Linked DNA regions of Mus musculus: region 1 is linked to region 2. Evidence: chromatin contacts called from public promoter capture Hi-C data. All regions are on one chromosome and are shown on one strand. The core of a region is the stretch at or near the end of the contact, and the rest is flanking DNA. Distances in the headings are between cores, read along the strand shown.

The links. Promoter capture Hi-C pulls out the DNA fragments that hold promoters and counts their contacts.
Region 1: a promoter capture Hi-C map of embryonic stem cells shows a contact between it and region 2, with 6 times the contacts expected there. The contact joins the promoter of Lhx1 here to the promoter of Rasl10b in region 2. A contact is called at or near these places in 1 of 39 promoter capture datasets (embryonic stem cells) and 1 of 9 other capture datasets (adipose tissue).

Annotation. Positions count from the first base shown.
Region 1 is chr11:84,523,131-84,527,195 of GRCm38.p6, reverse strand. It overlaps Lhx1 (LIM homeobox protein 1), which reads left to right and starts at 1,662. Exons shown (of 5, transcript NM_008498.3): 1 at 1,662-3,190. The coding sequence starts at 3,021. Lhx1os (LIM homeobox 1, opposite strand) reads right to left here and starts at 1,536. Exons shown (of 4, transcript NR_038057.1): 1 at 1,448-1,536.
Region 2 is chr11:83,408,068-83,412,515 of GRCm38.p6, reverse strand. It overlaps Rasl10b (RAS-like, family 10, member B), which reads right to left and starts at 2,828. Exons shown (of 4, transcript NM_001361568.1): 1 at 2,635-2,828; 2 at 1-38.

The DNA of each region.
Region 1 (4,065 bases), core at 413-2,912, 1.1 Mb before region 2:
ACCGAGAATGCTTTAGAGGTCCCGCACTCAGAGGTCGGGGGTGGGGTGGGAGCAAATCTCTAAGAAGGCGTGTGAAGCAGGCCGTGGCGGGTTGGATTTACAAAGCAAAGATCATGCGGGTGGGAAGGCCAGAGCTGCTGATGAGTTTCGGGGTTGCCAGGTGGTGCAAGAGAGAGAAAAGGGGTCATTGGCACAGCCCTATAAAAACCCAACAACCTCATCAAACAAAAGCTAGATTCGTAACAGCTTCTTCTCTCTTCGCTGGAAAAGGGTATTGTGTTAGTGGATGCGGATTCACTGCCAGTCCAACCGCGTTTCTGCACACTTTTCTCCTAATTTAGCCCTGTAGAAGATCTGCTAGGCTCATAGATGAAATAACTCTAAAGACAGATTCTGAAATTCCATCTAGATTTGGCTGCAGGGTCCTTCCAAGTTTGATCAAATGGGCTTTCCTAGCACCTCCCCCAAATAAGAGCAGAAGTGGCACCACTTTGAGATGTTTGGGTTAAGCTTGGGGGAGGGGGGGCTGCTATGCTTAACTTGAGTGCTCCTGGGAACTAGAATACTCTTTAAAGCTCAAGCCTTCAGGACCCGCATCGATTTCCACACTTAGGCAGATTCGTCGCCGTCCCCCAAAGAAGGTGGCCAGGAATTTACAACGTGGACAGAATTGGGAAAGTGTAACATTCCTAAGGAATAAACTCTGGTAGGTCGGTTGACGTCCGAAGAAAGGAACTTGTTCGAAGCCTGGAAAAGGGACGACCGGAATGGGAGCCAGGCATATTCGGTCAGTGCGCCACAAGCCTCCCTCCCCTGCTGCTACGGTGCAGTCCCCCGCTGCTACCACCTCCCCCCAGCTGCGGGAGCCCCGCCGTTTCCCACCTAGTCATTTGTTTTTGTTTGTAAAAGGTGTCTCCGGATCACAATTTTCTCACAACTTCTTGCCAGAGTTGGAGCTCCTCACCCGAAGCGCTTCCCCACCCACTCTTTCTCCCACCCTGGCGCCGGGCCTCCGGTTTCTCCCGCCCCCATCAGGAAATCGCCCGAATCAACTTTGCAAGTGAGCGCAGCGGGAGATCGACACTCGTGTCTCCCAGACTCCCTGCCGGGTGGACTTTGGATGGACAGGGGGAGGAGGCACCGAAACAGACAGAAGGCGAGATTACGCTGCCAAGCGCCCCCTACCTCTCCTTAGACTCGAGCTACGCCGGGGGCAATTTCCAGGCCAAACGAACAAGGGGCGGGCTATCAACACCTAGTGATTTGCAAAACCAGTGTACTAGGACCTCCCAAGCTTCCAGATCTCGCTGCAATCTAATCCCAACAAGTCTTTTTAAATATATAGGTTTGCTTTTACCCCCACCCAGAACTCTGACTTCCTCCGCGCCTCCTTTCCGCGCTTCCTCCCGCCTACTGTCAATCCTTGATGCCGAAACGGACGTCTTACCAAACCTGGAAGGGGCCAGGACATCTCGCTGCTAGTCGCCGGCACCGCGCGGGCCCGCCGCCACTGATCCTCTAAACGCGGTCTCCCCGCATTCTCCCCGGCCGGGGGGGACGCAGAATGGTTTACAGAAGGACCGCGAGGCGCTGATTGGTCACAGACTGCCGTGACGTCGGCGGGCGCTGCATTAAGGCGAGGGGGCTTCCAGGGCTCAGCCAACAGCCAGGAGCAGTGACCGAGCCGCTGGAGCTGGGGAGAGACGCGCGGAAGACTGGGCCAGGAGACTAGGGACCGAGGGACGCGCGCCTGGGGAGAGCCAACAAGGAACCCGCGGGCCGGACAGCGACACCGGCAATCCGCGCCAAACTGTTCCAGCCGCTGGCCTTCTATAGCCGCAGCCCCAGGACATTCTAAAGCTCTCCAAGACGCCCCCTCCCCTGGCTTCTCGCGTTGACCAAGGAAAAGAAAAAGGGAGGGAAAAAGAAAGGAAGGAGACTAGAAAGAAAACCCAGATTTGCCACCGCACAAAAAGAGAGGTGGGGGGGACAAGGAAAAAAAAAAAAGTCGAGCGACTGTGGGGCCGGAACACAGGCAGCGGGATCGTGGGCCGAGCGATGCAAGGCTGCGCGCCCAAGCGGCCGCGAGTTGTGACTGAAGCCAGGATGCTCGTCCAGGCGCAGTGAAGAGCCAGACCGTGTTGCCTCCCCAGGAGTCCAAGCGCAGGGAGGGCCGCTCGGAGGACGCGGCAGACTGCCTGGCAGGCCACCGGCCGAGGTGACAGGGCTGGGGCGGTGGGGAGCGAGCGAGTGCGCCCGGCTGCGTCCGCCCGAAGCGGACGGTCCCTTTCCATTTTTGACTGGCACAAAAAAGAAAACTCTCCAAAGGGGTGGGGGCTACCTAAGCAACAACTACAATCAACAAAATATCCTACCCAACCCGCCATCTCCCCCACACCTCGGTCTGCCCCCGCCCCCTCCCCAGGCCCAGCGCGGGCGCCCAGAGCGTCCCAACTCACTGCAAGAAACCGGCAATGTAGGATCCAAAGCTTTCTACTCCCGTGTTCTTTTCTTTCCGTGTTTTTTTTAAAGGGGAAAACCCGGTGGTGGGCAGTCTGACACGCACACAACCTGCCTTCATACTCTGACAAAAGCAGATGCACTTTGACTTCTGACAGCTCTACCTCAAGCTGGAGAGAACCCAGCTTTCCCGAATCCTGAGCTCTTGGCGTCTTCCTTTTCGTCTGTTTCCATTTTATTTATTTACGTCCCGCCGCCTCTCACGGTGACCTTCACTCCTTCGCGGGCTTTGAGCAGAAGAGCCGCTTTCTAGCCCGCTTGAGACTGATTTTCCTCGCCCGGTGAGCTGAGGTGGCGCTGCTCCATCCCGTTGCCCCGGGACTCCGGGGCTGCCCTCTACCAGCCTGGTCTCTCCCCCTTTTGATTTGCTAGTACGGGTTTTTTGCTTGCCCAACTAGAGAGGGTTTCTTCTTTTTGGAGGAGCTGGTTGTCTTCAGAAGTCATCCCCTCGACTCTAATTGCCCTGTCGCTCCGGGCCTCACCGGACCAAACCAAAGACCATGGTGCACTGTGCGGGCTGCAAAAGGCCCATCCTGGACCGTTTCCTCTTGAACGTGTTGGACAGGGCCTGGCACGTCAAGTGCGTCCAGTGCTGTGAATGTAAATGCAACCTGACCGAGAAGTGCTTCTCCCGGGAAGGCAAGCTCTACTGTAAAAACGACTTCTTCCGGTGAGTACTTCCCTCCCGCGCCTCTGTTGCTCCTTCCCCATGGGCCCTTCCAGGCCAGCTTCGGATCAGAGGTCTGTGTGGCTCTAGCAGCCGCGTTAGGAGCTGCCTTTTACTAGGGCAGCCCAGTCTTTTCCCGCTTCTACCTTTTAGGAAGCTAGTCGGTATTGCGAGATATATTAATTTTCTCTTTATCTTTTTATAAACACATCAGCTGTAGTACTTGGTTCTGGAAAGCGTGGTCCGGGTTTGGCTGCCCGCGCCTGGGAAGAAAGGGTCTGAGATGGCTTCAGCTCAGCAGCCCTAACAAGGCGAGGGAGAGGTGGAGCAGCCTCGGGGTTGCAGCTCTCGCTTGCCTTTCCCGAAGCCAAGCTCTCCAGCAACCAAAGACGTTTTCTGGTTCTCCCAGCTTGTTGGTTCTCCAAGTTGAGCTTAGAGGCTCCAGCTTTATTCCAGTCCCTGCCTCTTCCTTCTCCAAGAGATCTTGTCGGAACTACAGAGCCCTTGTGGCCCAGAAAGCCACAATAAAGAGTCCGACCTTGAGGCCAATCCTGTATGTCTATGGGTCTCCCCAAACGTGGATTGGCCTCTAAGCATAGACCTGGGAGAACCGTGCGGTTCGATTTTGGCCTCAGACCAATGCTCAGGCTCCTCTTCGTGCCTTTCCAGCCAATGCCCCACAAGGAAGGCCACCTCTTGGCGGCTCGTTAGAACCGGGAAAATTCTCTTCTGTTTACCATTTTACATGTATTTTCTTAAACTCTTTGTCCCGATCACAACTCAACAGAACAGAATGGCTCCGAATGTAAATTATATTTCCCAGTGATTTGAAATCCCACACTTTACTTCGCTATTTTGGTCTTGGTTTCTGAGGCTTT
Region 2 (4,448 bases), core at 1,579-4,078:
CTCTGCTTGCCTCTGGCCCTCTGTGGCCACCACCTAGACTGGGGGGACAAGAGGTGGAGGGGGATGGCTCAGTGCTCTGGCTTATTCCTGGATCTCTGCTGAACTTTCCCACCACTACATCATTGCTGAAGCTACCATTGCCACTTGGAAAGCATTCTTTTTCTAGACCCTCTATCTCCATCTATCCCCAAGTTCTTTCTTATCCACTCTTTTTGTTTGAAACCCTTGATTCTTCACAGGCTCCAATTTCCCTCCACCAAAGCATACTTCAGTGCACAGCAGAGAGAGCACTAACTAGACTTGGATTTAAACTTCAGTCCCAGCCCCAAGCCTGGGACAAACATCAGCCTCTCTCCATCTCATCCTGAAGAACAAATGCATTTTAATGGATGCCCTCTTGGCATCCTCAGGGGAGGAAACTCTTTTCTGTACAGAACTGCTCTCATCATATTCTGGACATCTTAATTTTAAGACTCTCAGGAGGTAAGTGCCCACAGCAGCCTCCAGTTACCAAGATGACCTAAAATGCCCCCAGTATTTCCCAAAGTCCCACTGAACTAGATGACTGCATTGACTCTAGAGAGTAATACATTAGAGCACTGGCTGCTAGCCTGCCCACACAGTTATCCTCGGTCAATACAATGCCCCTAAGGGAGAAGTATTCCTATTTGCACTTCAGAGAAGTTCTGTGCGCTCCAAACCACATAGCTTGGAACCTCAGCTACTTTCTGCGGTGCTTTGCGTGTTTAAGCTTAGTAATTCTAAACAGTGACAAGCTAAAAGCCGGGTCTGAGTCTATGACGTCCCTTGGCGCTCAGAGGGCCTGGCAGCACACAGCTGCTGCCCAGGAAGGGGCTGGACGCTGGCGATGAATTCATTACCTTTTCGCTGGCTCAGTTCCTGTGACTTTTAGAGCTTGAACACAAACCCTAGCTTTGATGAATTTTAGCTGTAGGTTTGTGAGTAAAACGTCTGCTTTGGACTCATGCTCTGCACGTGTGTAGAGCAAAGCCAATAGCCCCCAAGACAGCCTCAGTAAACCTCTTCGCTGGAAGGAGAAAACCTGGGCTGAATGATGAACCCCCCCATAGTAAGTGGGTGCAGAGAGGTGGTTTCCTGGGCTCTGATGGTTTCCATCATATCATGTTTTCATGTGTGTGTTTTTATATATGCATGGATCATAGGTGAATGCCTCCCCCCAGGCTGTCCTGGTTCACAACACTCAACCTACGATTATGTATGTATATGTGCACAATGGTAAATAAAGGGCAGGGTTTGGAGCAAGAACCATCAAGGTTAGACTCCCAGCTCTGCCATTTATTTAAATAATTTAAAGGATGACCTTGGCCAAGAAACTTCATAGGTATTGTGAGGTTGTCCACGGAAAGCCCAGTGCCTGGCACAGAGAAGGTATTGCAATGAACCGTGGCTACTTGTCCTCTAAGGTTTTCCCAGACGCTCAGTTGAACCTCCTGGCAATCTAGGAATGGGTCACTATCTACAGTTGCATGGGCTCATAAACTTGCAGTGTGTGTACCTGGGCATCCATATGTCCATATGCATGTATATGATGCCTTTCATTTTATTGAAGAACAAAAATCCATCACCAATAAATCAAGACCCAGAGACTTAGGGAAGGAAGCCACCTTAGCTAAGACTAGGACTCTAATCTCTCTTGTGCCTGCCTCATGCATGTCCCTTCCCCAACAGGTGCTCCTCTGAGCCTGCTTCCTACGGAGACAAAACTAACGCTACCACCACGCACAACCCTTCAGGTCCCTAGGCCTCTGGGGCATCCCTGGATGCTGCCAGCTTAGCAAAGAGGCTCAGCTGGGTTAATTACATAACAGCACGAGCAGGTGGGGATGGGGGAGTCCTGGGCCTTCGAGAGGGCAAAGAGCAAGAAAGAAGAACACGGACTCACTCTGGGTGTGGCAGAGGTTTCAGGATGTATCCTATCTGCAGATTCTCAAGCCCCCAAACCAACTCTTTTTGAGTAGTAGCAGACACGAAAACCAGGTACAGTCTGGGAGTCAAGAAGTGGGTACAAGAACAGCCCCCTATGCACTGGCAAGCCTCTGGAGCTACCAGGCCTAAGTGTGGCCCTGTCCCCAACTCAGAGGGAACAGATGCCCCTTCAGTTCTTCCCAGGCACAAGTCCTGGGTCTAAGCAGTTTACTAAGCCCACATGCCTAGTTATGTGGGGGTGAAAGGTCTGTCCCAGGAAGCAGGGCCCAGGCCCCCTGAGCTTCCCCAGGGCCTGCATTCTGCAGTGAGTCTGCAGACAGCTCCCGGCAAGAGGCAGGGGTCACACACTCGGGCCACAGTCTCTTTTTAGTCCCTTCCCCGGCCTGGACATCTTGGGTCTCTACCTCACACTGGGAAGGTCGGGGGTTCTGAGGATCCTAAAGGCCGGGCCGTACGTCCTCGGGTGGTGAGTCCCTACCACGTCCGCGTGGGGGTGGGGGCGCCGGCGGATGCCGGGCTCCCAGTGACCCGATCGGTGGCAGGTGTGGGGGCTGCAGGAGCCCCGCTGGCTGCCGGCTCCAGCTCCACTCCGGCTTGCCCGCTGCCCCCTCCCCGGGCTGCCCCTCACCCCGCGGTCGCCCCGCTCCTCCTCCTCCTCCCGCTTACCCGGGGCCGTCCCGGCTGCCTGCCCCCTGCCCTGGCCGGCGCGGCCGCGCTCCCCCCGGGCTCCGGCGCTGCCTTGGGCTCCCCCGCCCGGGGGGAGGATGAGGGGCGCCGCCCGCGGCCCGGGCGCGGCGGGCTGGGGCGCGGGGGGCCGCAGCACCGAGGGTCGCTCAGCTGCTCGCCCTGCGGAGCGCGCCGCCCCACTCGCGCCGGCGGAGGGGGAGGCGGGCGCGGGGGGTTCCGCTGGGTCCCCGAGCCCGACGGATTCACTGGGGCGCCGCGGGACCAGCTCCCCAATCCCTAACCTCAACCTTCAATCCTCCCCTACGCCCCCGACCCCCGCGACTCTCCCCTGGGAGAAATTAGCTCGAGCCTGGACGAGTTGGGGGCGGGGACGAGAAAGGCCCCGGAGCCTCTGCCTTCATTGCGACTCCCTTCCCACACAGCCTCGCACCCTGCCCTCGGCAGGGCTCGTCCCCTCCTCCCCACGCTGTCCTTTTGACCCTTACCGATACAGTCAGTCAGTGACTGGCAGATGCCCAGCGTGTGTCCTGCCCTGGTTGCTGGCATCCAGATTCTTGCTCTTCCACCCCTGAAGGACGGAGTAGAGGGTGGTCACTCTCACCCTTCACTGCGGCAGGGAACAGCAGGCCAGGCTAGTGCCAAGCAAAGCTGGTCCCCTGCCAAAGCATGACCTCCACTCCTCTAAGGCTGCGGATCCCTCTCCTTTGAGATCCCAGCATTTGCAGGGCTTGAGGGTGCAGTTCCTCTTGTATTTAATCTAAAATAGTCCTCACCAACATATTTTTATCAGTAGGTAACATTCCAATGTGGTAAGAGCTTTGCCTAAATCCTCAAGTTAAATTCCCAGAACATTCCACGAAGGAGGTTGTTTCCCCCATTTTACAGATGAGATCACTGAGGCTGAGAAAGGATGAGTAACTACTTTTACTTAAATGCAAAATGGAATGCTAAGGCTGTGTCACTAGCAGGGCAGCTTTGCTTCGGAAAAGCTCAGCAGAGGGCTCACATAGTCCAGTGGAGAGGCCACAGACAAATTCCTTTGTGAAGTCAAAAGGGGTCTTAGAGGGCAAATCAGGTGGGCCACTTCAGAGAGGTCAGCTGAGGCTAGGAGCAACTGAGAGTCCAGAGACCTGACAGAATGCTTCAGGCTGGAAGAATGGGGTCAGAAGAGGCTGACAGAGGTTATGACCCTGACTGCTTCTTGTTCCCCTAAAAGGGTCTCAAAGACCCCCGTTTTACTTTTCTTGTTGGTGTGGCAAGTACCTGACAAAAGCGACTTAGTTTTGGCTATTGTGATGACAATAGACACATCTATTGTAGCCAGAAGGCAAAGTGGTGGGAATGTGAGGTCCCTGGCACTGTGCATGCAGCCTGGAAGCAGAGATGCACGTTAGCGTTAAGCTCAAATTTCAATTTCCCCTTTTGCCTTTTTAGTCAGTCCGTGGGATGGTGCTGCCCGAGATGCAGGTGGAAAACCCCCTTCAGTTAAACGTCCCTGGAAACACACTGACATGCCCGAAGATGTGTTTCCAAGATGGCTTCAACTCTGGTGAAGTTGACAAGGATGATTCTCTCTCAGAGACCCAAACCACCAGGAGTGTCCTCACTCCTGTACTGGATGGACAAGGGCCCCTGAAACAGTGCACCACCGCTGGGCATTCGATGCCTTTAGAGTGGTGGGGAGAAACAAGCCTGGTATCCATCCACCAAGGGTTTTCCGCATGGAACTGAATCCTCCAAAGCTATTACCATGGGTTCCATCTATTTCACAGAACCCACTTCACTTCTCCCTT